Linked DNA regions of Mus musculus: all the other regions are linked to region 3. Evidence: chromatin contacts called from public HiChIP or PLAC-seq data. All regions are on one chromosome and are shown on one strand. Each heading gives the region's core, a stretch centred on a gene start, on an enhancer-like site or on the middle of the called end of the contact. The rest is flanking DNA. Distances are from core to core; before and after follow the strand shown. Region 1 has its middle 26 kb from the start of Ank3. Region 2 overlaps Slc16a9 (solute carrier family 16 (monocarboxylic acid transporters), member 9). Region 3 overlaps Ank3 (ankyrin 3, epithelial). Region 4 overlaps Ccdc6 (coiled-coil domain containing 6).

Region 1 (2,700 bases), core at 126-2,625, 360 kb after region 3:
GCTTCTGGGTTTTAGTCAGAAAGATGCTCCAGCAGTATCTGGGAGATGAGGCTTTAGAACATGGAACAGAAAGCTAATCCTGTTATTGACGATGACTTAGAGAGGTCTTTGTTTGAAACTCAAATCTTGAAACCTAGATAAAAAGCTAGGCAGGAACGTGTGCCAGGGCTGAGGAGACAAAGGGGGGTGGGTTCAGGACCCCAGCTTAGCCTACTTGCTGAGTTCCAAGGCAGATTCTGTCTCTAAAGACAATGTGGGACTGATGGTATGGTAAGGGCACTGACTACAAAGCTTGACAACTTAAAAACCAATGCCCACAAGTTGCCTTTGACCTCTAGGTGTGTACAATGGCACACATTCATGGTTGCAGATACATCACATACACACACACAAATAAATAATTAAAAAGATGTAGATGGCTCCAGAGGAACCAGACCTGAGCTAGTGGAGTGATAACCAGTGTTGCCCCTCTGACGTCCATGTGTGTGATATGTACACTGAACATACACACATGCATTTATACCCCTAAGAACACCAAGACACAAACCAATCAGCAATCCAGCAACATTGTATCAAAACATAATGATGTGCCCGGCATCTTGGTGCACGCCTTTAATCCCAGCACTTGGGAAGCAGAGGCAGGCAGATTTCTGAGTTTGAGGCCAGCCTGGTCTACAGAGTGAGTTCCAGGACAGCCAGGGCGACACAGAGAAACCCTGTCTCGAAAAACCAAAACCAAAAACAAAACAAAACAAAACAAAAAACAAAAACCATAATGATGTGAGACATCAGGACAGAGTATCAACTCAACTCACTTACTACTACACAATTTAAATGTAGCCAGGCCAACCATCAGATCATCTGTGACAGACAGCATGGCAGACAGCTTTATCACCAACATCCTCAATTTTGGCAATATTCATAAACTCATGTAGTGGTTTCTCTTCTTTTAAGGTAAACTTTTCCCTTTACTTTATGAATTACTTTATGAGTTACTTGGCAAAATGAAGTAGAACAAATGGACCCTTCATTATATTACTGTTTCTTTATATAAGAAAGAAAATATCTCCTTTGAAATTTGAAATGAACCAATTGTTATAATGTTAATTTCCAAGTCCTTGCAAAATGAATCAGTATATTTGACTTAATTCAAAATATGGGAGTTGTAACTGGGTCTATTCATTTCAAGAAGAACTCACCAGGTCTTTTTATCGAATGGCATTTTATAGAAAAGCGTCCCCTAGAAAAGCAGATGTTTTCTCAGTGATTCAGAGTGAAACATCAGTACGTGGTCGAAAGGTTCTGCCACACTGAATATTTACAACCATTATGATACAGAAACAGATTCCCATGACTCATGTCAGAAATAGTGTTCCTAAGATGACGATTTCCTAAGTACTAATGGTAAATAGAAAGGATGACTAACTTCCTGGCTTGTTATTAACCCCTGAAGACGCATCCTTAAAATTGTGTGCTGAGGACCTGTGGCGGGCTGGTGAAATGATTAAAAAATTCAGAGCTTGTTCATTTGCCAAGGGTACTGCTTACAGTTCCCGTTGCTATGACACCATGCCTGAGAAGAAGCAACTTAAGGAAGGAAGGGTCCAATTGGGCTCACAGTTCTGTGGTCCAGTCAAAGCATGGTCATGAAGTCACGGCAGCTAGAACAAGAAGTAGCTGGTTGCTCGGCATCTGCAGCTGGCAAGCACAGAGAGACGCACAAACTGCTCCTTTACCTTCTCTGTCTTATTCAGTACAGGTCCATGGTATGACCATGGTAGGCACACGGTTAACGTGGGACCGCCCACCTCAACTAACCTAAAGTAGATGCTCTCTCACAGACTTGCCCAGGAGCTGGTCTCCATTTGTTGTGTTTTATAAAAAGGAAAGGAAGCCAGGGATGTGTATGGTAGAGTGAGGTATGATGAGGTGGAAGGGGGCGCCTCTGCGGGTTCATGCTGAGGCATCCCTTCCCCCTGAGGGACCAGCCACAGGACAGTATAGTATGGAGGAGAGTTTATTCAGGGCATGGGGAGGGGAGTTGAGGGAAATAGAGACAGAGAGAGGGAGAGGGAAGGGAGAGGGAGAAGGAAGGGAGAGGGAGAGGGAGAGGGGAGGGAGAGGGAGGGGGAGAGGCTGGTCATGAACATGTGCAGAAAGAGGGGGGAGGGAAATAGGGAGAGAAGGGACTGAGAGGGAAGAGAGGGAAGAGAGTGAGGAGGGGGCCAGCAGCCCCTTTTATAGTGAGTCAGGCACACCTGGCTGTTCCCAGGTAACTGTGGGGCGGAGCCTAGAAGGAATGCTAACACCATTGTGTTTCTAGAACCTGCTGAGGTTGAAAATGATGTTGTTCAGGGGCCTAGCAAACACAGAAGTGAATGCTCACAGTCAGCTATTGGATGGATCACAGGGCCCCCAATGGAGGAGCTAGAGAAAGTACCCAAGGAGCTAAAGGGATCTGCAACCCTATAGGTGGAACAACAATATGAACTAACCAGTACCCCGGAGCTCTTGTCTCTAGCTGCACATGTATCAAAAGATGGCCTAGTCGGCCATCACTGGAAAGAGAGGCCCATTGGACTTGCAAACTTTATATGCCCCAGTACAGGGGAACGCCAGGGCCAAAAAGTGGGAGTGGGTGGGTAGGGGAGGTGGGGGGGAGGGTATGGGAGACTTTTGGGATAGCATTGGAAATGTAAA
Region 2 (2,700 bases), core at 146-2,645, 390 kb before region 3:
GAATATATAGCTTTAAGAAAGAAATTATGCCCCTTGGGGGAAAACAGTCATTATATTTCTCTCCTGGCATCGCTCCCTCCTAAAATATTTCTGAGGATCCAAGAACCAAGACCAGCCAGGTCTGCTACATCGAAGCCATAAGTTAGCCAGCATACAATGAGAAATAATCCTGTGGTAAATGGGTGGACCCTGTGTGCAAGGAGAATTTCCTACTAGAAGGACCCGGTCATGTGAGTGCCTTGAGTCTTCCTCAGTAGGTAGGAGTCTAGTGTGGCTGGCTCCTCCCTCTTTGCTGCAGCTGACATCATGGATCTCAAACTCACTCGAAGAAAGACAACCTTTGATCACATAAGTATTGGTTGACTTTTGCTGGCTGGTTGCTTTCTGGTATTTGTACGTAATGGTATGTGTTGGGGTGGGGGGACAATAACCAAAGCCCATTTAGTTGCCAGCCCAAAAAGGCCTGCACATGGGAACTCGCCTATGCCACAGACTCCTACTGAAGGATGTAAGTCAGTCCAAGTCAGTCCTCAAAGGAGTTAAGGGTACTTTGCAGCTCAGGGCTAATTCTTATCTGCAGCCCTGGCAGCGTTCAAAACACGTTGAGCCAGCGGACCTGCCTGCAGCGACTTAGTTGGCTACTGACTCATGGTGGCACATGGAAGGCTAGAAGAATGAAAACCAAAACTGGGAGGTGGGGGGACTGCTAAGTCTGCCTTGAACCTCAAACTAGAGGACCAGAGAGTCCCCCATTGTTTCAGTAACAAAGTTGGCTCCATTCCCCTCCTTGTACTTGGAGAATGGCATGTGGACGGGGTAGGGGGTTGGGGAGGGTGGAGGTGGGAGTTGGAGATTTGGGGGGGCTGCTTAAGCACATCTCAGACTTCTTCTAGACATGGCAGTCATCTGATTCAGCGACCTACTACCCGTTCTATGCTCGTCTGAATCAACCAACTGCAGAAACAAAACCAACAGGAAACACACTGGGAAATTTATTGCAAGGGCTCTGTGGGCTAAGGGCCATGAGATGCTTGCCTAGGTAAGCAAATCTAAGATCAGCAGGGCAAGCCACCAGGAGAGGCAAGCTGGGACTCTCAGGCAGAGCTGCTTTTTTTTTTTTTTTCTGGGAAAGTTCCATTCTTCTCTGGAGTCCACCCAGATTAGGATAAGCTCTTTTTCTGAAAGCCGATTGCATACTTAACGTCTTCAGCAAACCCAGCTCTGCCAACTTCAGGACTTAAGCAACCAAAGAAGGAATGTAGCTTAGTAAAATTGACAAAGAGAACTAACCTTCTCCTCTCCCACCATAAGCCTTCTTCTTCAGTCAAACTCATCTCCCCGGAATGTGTCATGAACAGTGCACGCTCTGGGTCTGAGCCATCCAAAGATTCTTCAAGGCCTGCTGGCTCCTTGCCTGCCTACCCATGACAACCCACTTTCCTGTCAGCCCACCTCAGACGATCTCAATAAAACTAGTCAAGAAAAAGAAAAGGAAGCAAAGACTGATGAGGTCATTCTGTTGATAAAGTACTTGCTTTGCACGAAGACCTGAGCTCCTCTGCAGAACCTTCTAGAAAGAAGGGTTTGGTGATCTATGCTGGAATCCCATTGCTGGGAGATGGGGGACTGGAGGTTCCCTGAGGAGTTCCCCAGGACTCACTGCCTGGGTAACCTCGCTGAATCTGACAGCCGGAGGTGTTGTGACACCTAAGGAAGGACTTAAGATTGATCTCTAGTCTCTATCTACATGTGCCCAGATGCGCATGCACTGATGCGCATGAGCACGTGCACACACACACACACACACACACACACACACACACACACACAGAGCTCTGGGGGAAGACACTGAAAATAGAGGGGGTAGGCTGACACCAATCACACTACAGGTAACACCCATACACAATGGAACTTTTGAACAAGCCCAGACACACTCACCTCAGTTACACACGAACCTTCCAAATACTGTGAAGCTTATCTGACCTTCAGTACAATGGACCCCCACCCTACGAAGGACTCAGACTTTGCCTTTCTTTCTAGACAGCCTGATTGTCCTTCCCCCACCCCATCCCCACCTTTGCACTAATCAGAACGCCTGACTCACAAGTCACGCAACTTCTAAGCTCTTTGCTATGAATAAAGCTTCATTCTGGAAAACCCCGGAGCTTATGTGTAAGGCTGTCTTAGGCCTGCCTGCTTGGATTACAATCTCATTTAGCTTCCAAATAAATACAACTTTCTTGGGCCTTGCCTTGGTTAATTTTATCCAGGAATCTCCAGAGACGACCCCACGCCTCCTCGTGTCTACACCCTGAGACTACAAGACCCATAGTAGGCATGCATTTTGTAAACTCTCTTGGCATGCCCACGGGGATGGGCTGTGTCCTGTTCTACAGGACTTGACTCCACCCTGTATAGTCATATTGCTTTGGCCCCAAATGACTCCTTATAAAACTGAAATTTGCTCCATCTCTAGGGCAAATGCTGAGAATGGATTCTACATCTTGGTTGTGCGGGCCAACAAAACCCCATCTACTCACAAGTTAACCCAGCTGAATCAGGCACAGGAAGATGGATCGAGACCACCCCAGATAAACCATACCTCTAAGCTTATCGCTCCCGTTAGATGTAACCCTCTTCCTTGGGTCAAGTAAAAGTGAAGGACACCAAATTTGGGGGTATAGAGGCACACACTGACAT
Region 3 (2,713 bases), core at 168-2,667:
AAGGTTTCAAACCTGGGACAAGCAGCTAAGGTGCCTATTTAACAATCAAAGTGGACCTGGCCTCCAGGTTCTCCCAGCATCCTTCAGTCCCTACCTGTTTCAGGGTATGGCTGGCATACTCTGCCCTCTATCCTGAACTTTCCAGCCTAGGGGCTGGGCTGCCCTTACCCCAGAGGCTCTCCCCTGTATAATCCTCTCCCCCTCCCCCTCCCCCACCCCCTTTTGCTCCTTTTGTACCTTTGTCCTCCTGGCTATTATACTTGTTTTCCCTCTCTCCTTTCTCCTGTCCCACAGGTGGTCAGGGTCATGACCACTCAAGTCTCTACCAGACGAGTCTGCCTCTGTGTCTCTCTTATATCTATAATAAACTTTCTCCTCCACCATACCTAGGAGCGGTCATGTCCTTTCCTCTCCTTTTTATTTCTTTTATTTCACTCAAAGCACCCACTCTCTTCCTGCCTCTGGACAACTTTGTACAAGAAACACAGCCTTATAAAGCACCGCTGTCCGGATTTGTAAACTCAGAACATCAAACTCCTAAATCCGGAGAGGATGGGTTTGCTTCCGAGAGAGGTGTCCTGCCTTGTACCTGGGTTCCCAGGCATTTAGCCCGAGCCTTCTGAGACTCCGTTGTAAAGGACCAGAGTGTGTTCACTGAGCCCTTCCCATCCCTCTATGGGTTGAATTAAGGAGCTTACTTCAAATACAGCTGGGGAAAACACAAGCATCAAGTCTGTCTGCACAGTCAACCTTTGCCAAGGCCTGCTCAGACTTGTCCCCTGTGTGACAGGACATTCTCAGGACAAGCTCCAGAGAGTTTCCTTTCTTAAGACTCAAACACGCAGCAGCAGAGGGACAGTGGTGTCACAAGGCTTTTAATCCCAGCAGAGGCAGGTGGATCTCTGTGTTCGAGGCCAGCCTGGTCTACACAGTGAATTCCAGGAGAACCGGGATTATTCAGAGAGACCCTATCGCAAAAAAGCAAAAGCGAAAACCACACCAAACCAAAAGGCTCGAGCATGGGCTTACTCTAAGGACCCAGGATCTCAGGTGACTCAATGGCGTGCAGCTCATTTGCTCAAAGGTTTACTCTCATAAAAGAATTGGCGTTTAAACAAATTACCCACCCAACCGTTCTCTGTCCAACAGCTGAGACTGGGCCGCCTGTTTCAGCCGTCAGTAGGGACCCGTACAAAGACGGAGGTTCACCACACAAAGATACAGCAGGTGCCCCTGGGCAGGTCCCAGGAATGCTTTTCTTATCTTTTCTTTCTTTCCTTTTTGGCTATAATCCATCCCAGGGTAACTGACTACAATGTCCCTCTGTTGGGAAAACTTGAGTCATAGGAAAATGAAAGTTAAGCCACGTCCTGCTTTAGAGCCTTACTTTTTTTTTTTTTCTCCTATGGAAAAAGAGTGACTCATGGCCATTCAGAGGTCCCCTCCCTTCTCAGAAGGCAGAGGCTTCTGACACACTGGGCAGGCCAGCAGCTCCTAAAATACTTTTTTTGGTAGACGCTGTTGGGTTTCCAAAGACCAAGGCGCTGCCGGCTGTGTACTGAGTGCCAAGCTCCCTCCTCTCCACTGAATTTCAGGCCCCCCTGAGGCAGAGGCACAGAGGTTCTGAAGGCAAGGTCACAAGGCAGCGTTTGAGGGAAGCAGAAGCCTGCCAGGAAGGGTTGGCTGGAGTCAACCTATACCTCAAAATCACTAGTCAATCAACGTCTTCCCCGGGACTGGGCATTTTCGTTCTTTCTCTGAGTGCCTGGGCTTACTCTGAATGAAATGTCAACACTTTACTAGGGATTATTTATTTCAACCGTACTAAGGGTTATTTACTTTAACAATAGCAAGCATTGTCTTATTAAAAAACAAAACAACAACAAAGGTTAATATCATTTAAGCTCACAAATTCTTGGACAAATAGTATTATTATTTTTTAAGACAGGGTCTCACTATGTAGCTCTGGCTAGCCTGGGACTAGCCAGACCTGGCTGGCCTCAAACTCAGAGCTCTCCTGCTCTTGACATTATGCCCAGCTGTCTGTTTATATGCATGTATGTATAATGTATATATGTATGTATATGTGTGTATACATACATACACACACACATATACACATGCATGTATAAATGTATAATATATATGTACATACATACATATCATTCATACATATGTACATTATCATTATTTTTATCTGAAAGAAAGTCTCCTTCTGTAGATCAGGCTGATTTTGAACTCATAGTAATCCTCCTGACTCAGCCTTACAAGGGCTGGCAGTCATGTCTAGTTTGCTTCAAGATTCTATACGTCAGAAAGAAAACAACAAAACCCCTCTAACTGGAGGAATCATAACATTACCGCAGTGAGGTGAATGAAGCTGTTCAGGTCGGTCTTTTTTATAACCGTTTAATGTCAGGCTCTCTCTCAGGTAAGAGGAACCTGAGTGGGGCCCTGAAGAACCAGCCGTTTTGCACTGTCAGCTTTATTCCCACCAGCACAGGAGGCTTTGTCTACTCCCAAGGACATTTGGAAAGATTAACAAAGTACAGTGATTTAATGGGCATTCCGTCTTTGTCTCTGGAAGAGCAATCCCTCCACACGCGATGCATCATGTGCCGCTGGCAAGACCCTCGCTTGGGTTGGATGGCAGGACTACTCACCAGGGCTTTGGCATTGGGGCTAGCTTTCTTATCCAAAAGAACCTTGGCAA
Region 4 (2,741 bases), core at 178-2,677, 260 kb before region 3:
TTAGAAATGCTTGACAAGTTAAAAATGTTCTAGTTTATGTGACAGTTAGGACAACATTCTCTACGGCAATCTAATTGCAAATTCGGTTCCCTAGGCCAGCTTTCAACAGCGCATCCGGGCCACAAAGTGACTGAAGGATGGTACGGAAACAAAATGGCCTGGGTCTCAGTTTGGGAAGCAGGGGTTCTGTGGACGTTGGAGAAAGGAGTCTTTCTTCCTCTTTATGCGCACACCCACCTATGCTATGTGTACCTGCCAGATAGAAGATTACTGCTTTACTTTCTAACAGAAGGATCTCCCCCCACCCCCACCCCCACCCCACACCCCCGCCACAACAGTCAAATTCCTTCCTTTACACAGCAAATGCTGGTGGCCTTTCCAGCTGGCAAGAAGCCAATCACACCCACCCTAACTATGCTACAATGTGAAACGCTGCCCAACCACGACTATGTCTGAGGTGTGAAGAGATAAGAAGGTGTTGCAAGATCCCCACCTGAGGGTTCCCCAGAACTACCCTATCTATCATCTTGCTCCCTAACCACACCCAAGATCTAAGCACCAGCGAGGCAATGCTATGAGCTGGCTGGCCCCTGCTCCCTTCGCTGATCTGCCTTCACCAGTTGCAGCTTCAGCCGAGCAAAGCTGATCCAAGAGCAAATACACTTATCAGAGTGCAGGAAACATCAACTCCTTCAAGAGAAGCCATACTGATGGCAGAAGGGCGAGCAACGGACAGTGATGGGGGCGATATCTATCTCCTTACGGCTGGACACGGTGGTCACTTCCAAAGCTTCTGTCATGCTGTTACAAAGACCATGCTGAAAACTGTATCCTGTACTGTCCCAACTCATCTATTTGGCCCTGGTTATTTATTCCCTTCAGCCCATCGCTGCATCCTGTGCTTGCTTTAAGTGTCTAGGAGCATGACAATTCAGAGAACTGACTTCCCTCTGACTTGTGCTTAAGAGACAGCTGGCTGGTGTTTGTTCTGTGGAGGTGTGATGCTCTTTCGCGCCTTCCCGAGGGAGAGGTAGGAAGACTATAAACCTTGCTCTTAAGGACTCATTTCCAGTGTGAAGGTTTTCTTCTGCTTGGACACCTGAGTACAGGAGCAAGACTACATTAACTCCTTGTGATCGTATGCTCTGTGTGTGTGTGTGTGTGTGTGTGTGTGTGTGTGTGTGTTCCACTGTAGTAGAGCATTCCAGATTTAGGGGTGGAAGGGTAACAAGAGAGGAGAAAGACCTCAATCTCTCCTGAAGGAGCCTCCTGGAAAGCTTGCTGCCCAGTGCAATGGGGATAAGGGTGGTCTTGAATCCTGTTAACTATAGTTCCCCAAAGACTGAAAACCAAGAATTACAGCCACTTGGCCAAGAACCCAGCCAAGCTGCCTGGCACTCTAGCCAGTCTCTCGGCCTTATCACACTTCCTGAGACTGTTCGTTCACAGCTGTCTGAAGGCTCTGCTGGGCCAATCCACCGGCAGCATTACCTTATCCATCCTGCTTGCTCAGAATTATTTTCCATATTCCATACCAGTTATGGGATGGAGTGGGTCCCTCCCAATAGATAGGTCAAAGTCCTAATTCCCAAGGACCAGTGAGTCCCGAGGGTGACCTTATTTGGAAATAAAGTCTCTTCAGATAAAGCTAAGATGAGGTCATGAGGGTGGGCCCTACAGTAACTCCCGATGTCCATAACAAGAGAAACCAGAAACACAAGGAGGGGTGGGGGTTGAGGGCAGCAGCACTGTAGCTAGAGATAGGAACTGAAGTGCTCCAGGCCAGGAAAACTCCTGGCTGGGAGGAACAGGAAGAATCAAGCAAGGATTCCCTGAAGACTAAGAAACCGCCCTGGCCAGTATCTGGCCACGGGACGACCAGTGTCCACATCTCAGTAGAGAGTGAAGATCTGTTGTAAACCCCAAGACTGGAGGATGCAAGTCTTACACTCCTTGGGAAAGTAGCTTACTCCTCAAACAACACTCGTGTGTATACACACACACACACACACACACACACACACACACACACACAAATCCTCTAAAGCACCTCACCTGTAAGGAGCTACGAAAACACATTTCCACATCCCTTATCCTTAATATTCCAAAGGAGCCTCCAGGCTTCATTCAAGATTTTTAAAAACACATTTATCTCTATTTCTGGAGGTTCTGTAGTAAACTGGGGAAGGTCTGTCTAGCTTTCAAAATTAGTAAGGACATGGGTTGCATCGTCTTAAGTGTTTCTTCATGAAGAAGGAATGTTCCCCAACTCACTGACTGGGACACTGCCTGCATCCAACACGATGCAGCTCCTGGCTTGCACGTCAGAAGGAAATAGAGAGGCAGCAGTTGCTGTATGTGTAGACACTCATTTCCTTACACATTTACCAGGCAAATGCAGCCAACGCATTAACCATGCCACAAGCACGGTAACCCAGTAAAAGGCCAGGAAGAGGCAGGACATTACACTTTTATTAGGAAGGTGACGAAGAGACATATTAGTGTCTGATGAAAATACGTCAGCTTGCCTCCTGTTCTCCAACCCAGGCAAACACAGGGAGCTACAGTCATTGAGACGTGTATTGGTGTGTGTGTGTGTGTGTGTGTGTGTGTGTGTGTGTGTGTGGCCACGTGTGGAGTTGTGTATGTGGGTGTAAGTGACACTGGGTGTCTTTCCTGATCACCCTATCGGACATGCTGAAGCTAGGTATCTCACTTGAACCCAGAGCTCACTAATTCAG

The links. HiChIP or PLAC-seq counts read pairs in DNA pulled down with a chosen protein or histone mark.
Region 1: a contact with region 3 is called in a FOXA1 HiChIP or PLAC-seq map of pancreatic cancer cells. The contact joins two enhancer-like sites. A contact is called at or near these places in 1 of 15 datasets of contacts at CTCF or cohesin (the NIH/3T3 cell line) and 1 of 115 datasets of contacts at active chromatin or transcription factors (pancreatic cancer cells).
Region 2: an H3K27ac HiChIP or PLAC-seq map of extraembryonic endoderm stem cells shows a contact between it and region 3, with 2.9 times the contacts expected there. The contact joins two enhancer-like sites. A contact is called at or near these places in 1 of 484 Hi-C or Micro-C datasets (olfactory sensory neurons) and 5 of 115 datasets of contacts at active chromatin or transcription factors (the NIH/3T3 cell line, embryonic stem cells, extraembryonic endoderm stem cells and 1 more).
Region 4: a contact with region 3 is called in an H3K27ac HiChIP or PLAC-seq map of extraembryonic endoderm stem cells. The contact joins two enhancer-like sites. A contact is called at or near these places in 1 of 15 datasets of contacts at CTCF or cohesin (embryonic stem cells), 3 of 484 Hi-C or Micro-C datasets (cerebral cortex, embryonic stem cells and uterus), 7 of 115 datasets of contacts at active chromatin or transcription factors (embryonic stem cells, extraembryonic endoderm stem cells and trophoblast stem cells) and 1 of 9 other capture datasets (embryonic stem cells).

What each region holds. Positions count from the first base shown.
Region 1 is chr10:69,506,591-69,509,290 of GRCm38.p6, reverse strand. No RefSeq gene overlaps it. Among named protein-coding and RNA genes, the nearest start is that of Ank3, 26 kb to the left of the region's middle. Within about 2 kb of position 1,375, at least 29 of the 459 cell types and tissues checked have an H3K27ac peak or open chromatin away from gene starts, as enhancers often do. A contact at or near this core is called in pancreatic cancer cells, where this site is marked.
Region 2 is chr10:70,262,431-70,265,130 of GRCm38.p6, reverse strand. The region is part of intron 2 of Slc16a9 (solute carrier family 16 (monocarboxylic acid transporters), member 9); the gene reads right to left. Among named protein-coding and RNA genes, the nearest start is that of Slc16a9, 19 kb to the right of the region's middle. Within about 2 kb of position 1,395, at least 38 of the 459 cell types and tissues checked have an H3K27ac peak or open chromatin away from gene starts, as enhancers often do. A contact at or near this core is called in the NIH/3T3 cell line and extraembryonic endoderm stem cells, where this site is marked.
Region 3 is chr10:69,871,150-69,873,862 of GRCm38.p6, reverse strand. Ank3 (ankyrin 3, epithelial) reads right to left here. Exons shown (of 43, transcript NM_146005.3): 10 at 2,664-2,713. Among named protein-coding and RNA genes, the nearest start is that of Gm33416, 6.1 kb to the right of the region's middle. Within about 2 kb of position 1,417, at least 145 of the 459 cell types and tissues checked have an H3K27ac peak or open chromatin away from gene starts, as enhancers often do. A contact at or near this core is called in the NIH/3T3 cell line, extraembryonic endoderm stem cells, pancreatic cancer cells and 1 more, where this site is marked.
Region 4 is chr10:70,131,142-70,133,882 of GRCm38.p6, reverse strand. The region is part of intron 1 of Ccdc6 (coiled-coil domain containing 6); the gene reads right to left. Among named protein-coding and RNA genes, the nearest start is that of Gm51771, 22 kb to the right of the region's middle. Within about 2 kb of position 1,427, at least 86 of the 459 cell types and tissues checked have an H3K27ac peak or open chromatin away from gene starts, as enhancers often do. A contact at or near this core is called in extraembryonic endoderm stem cells and uterus, where this site is marked.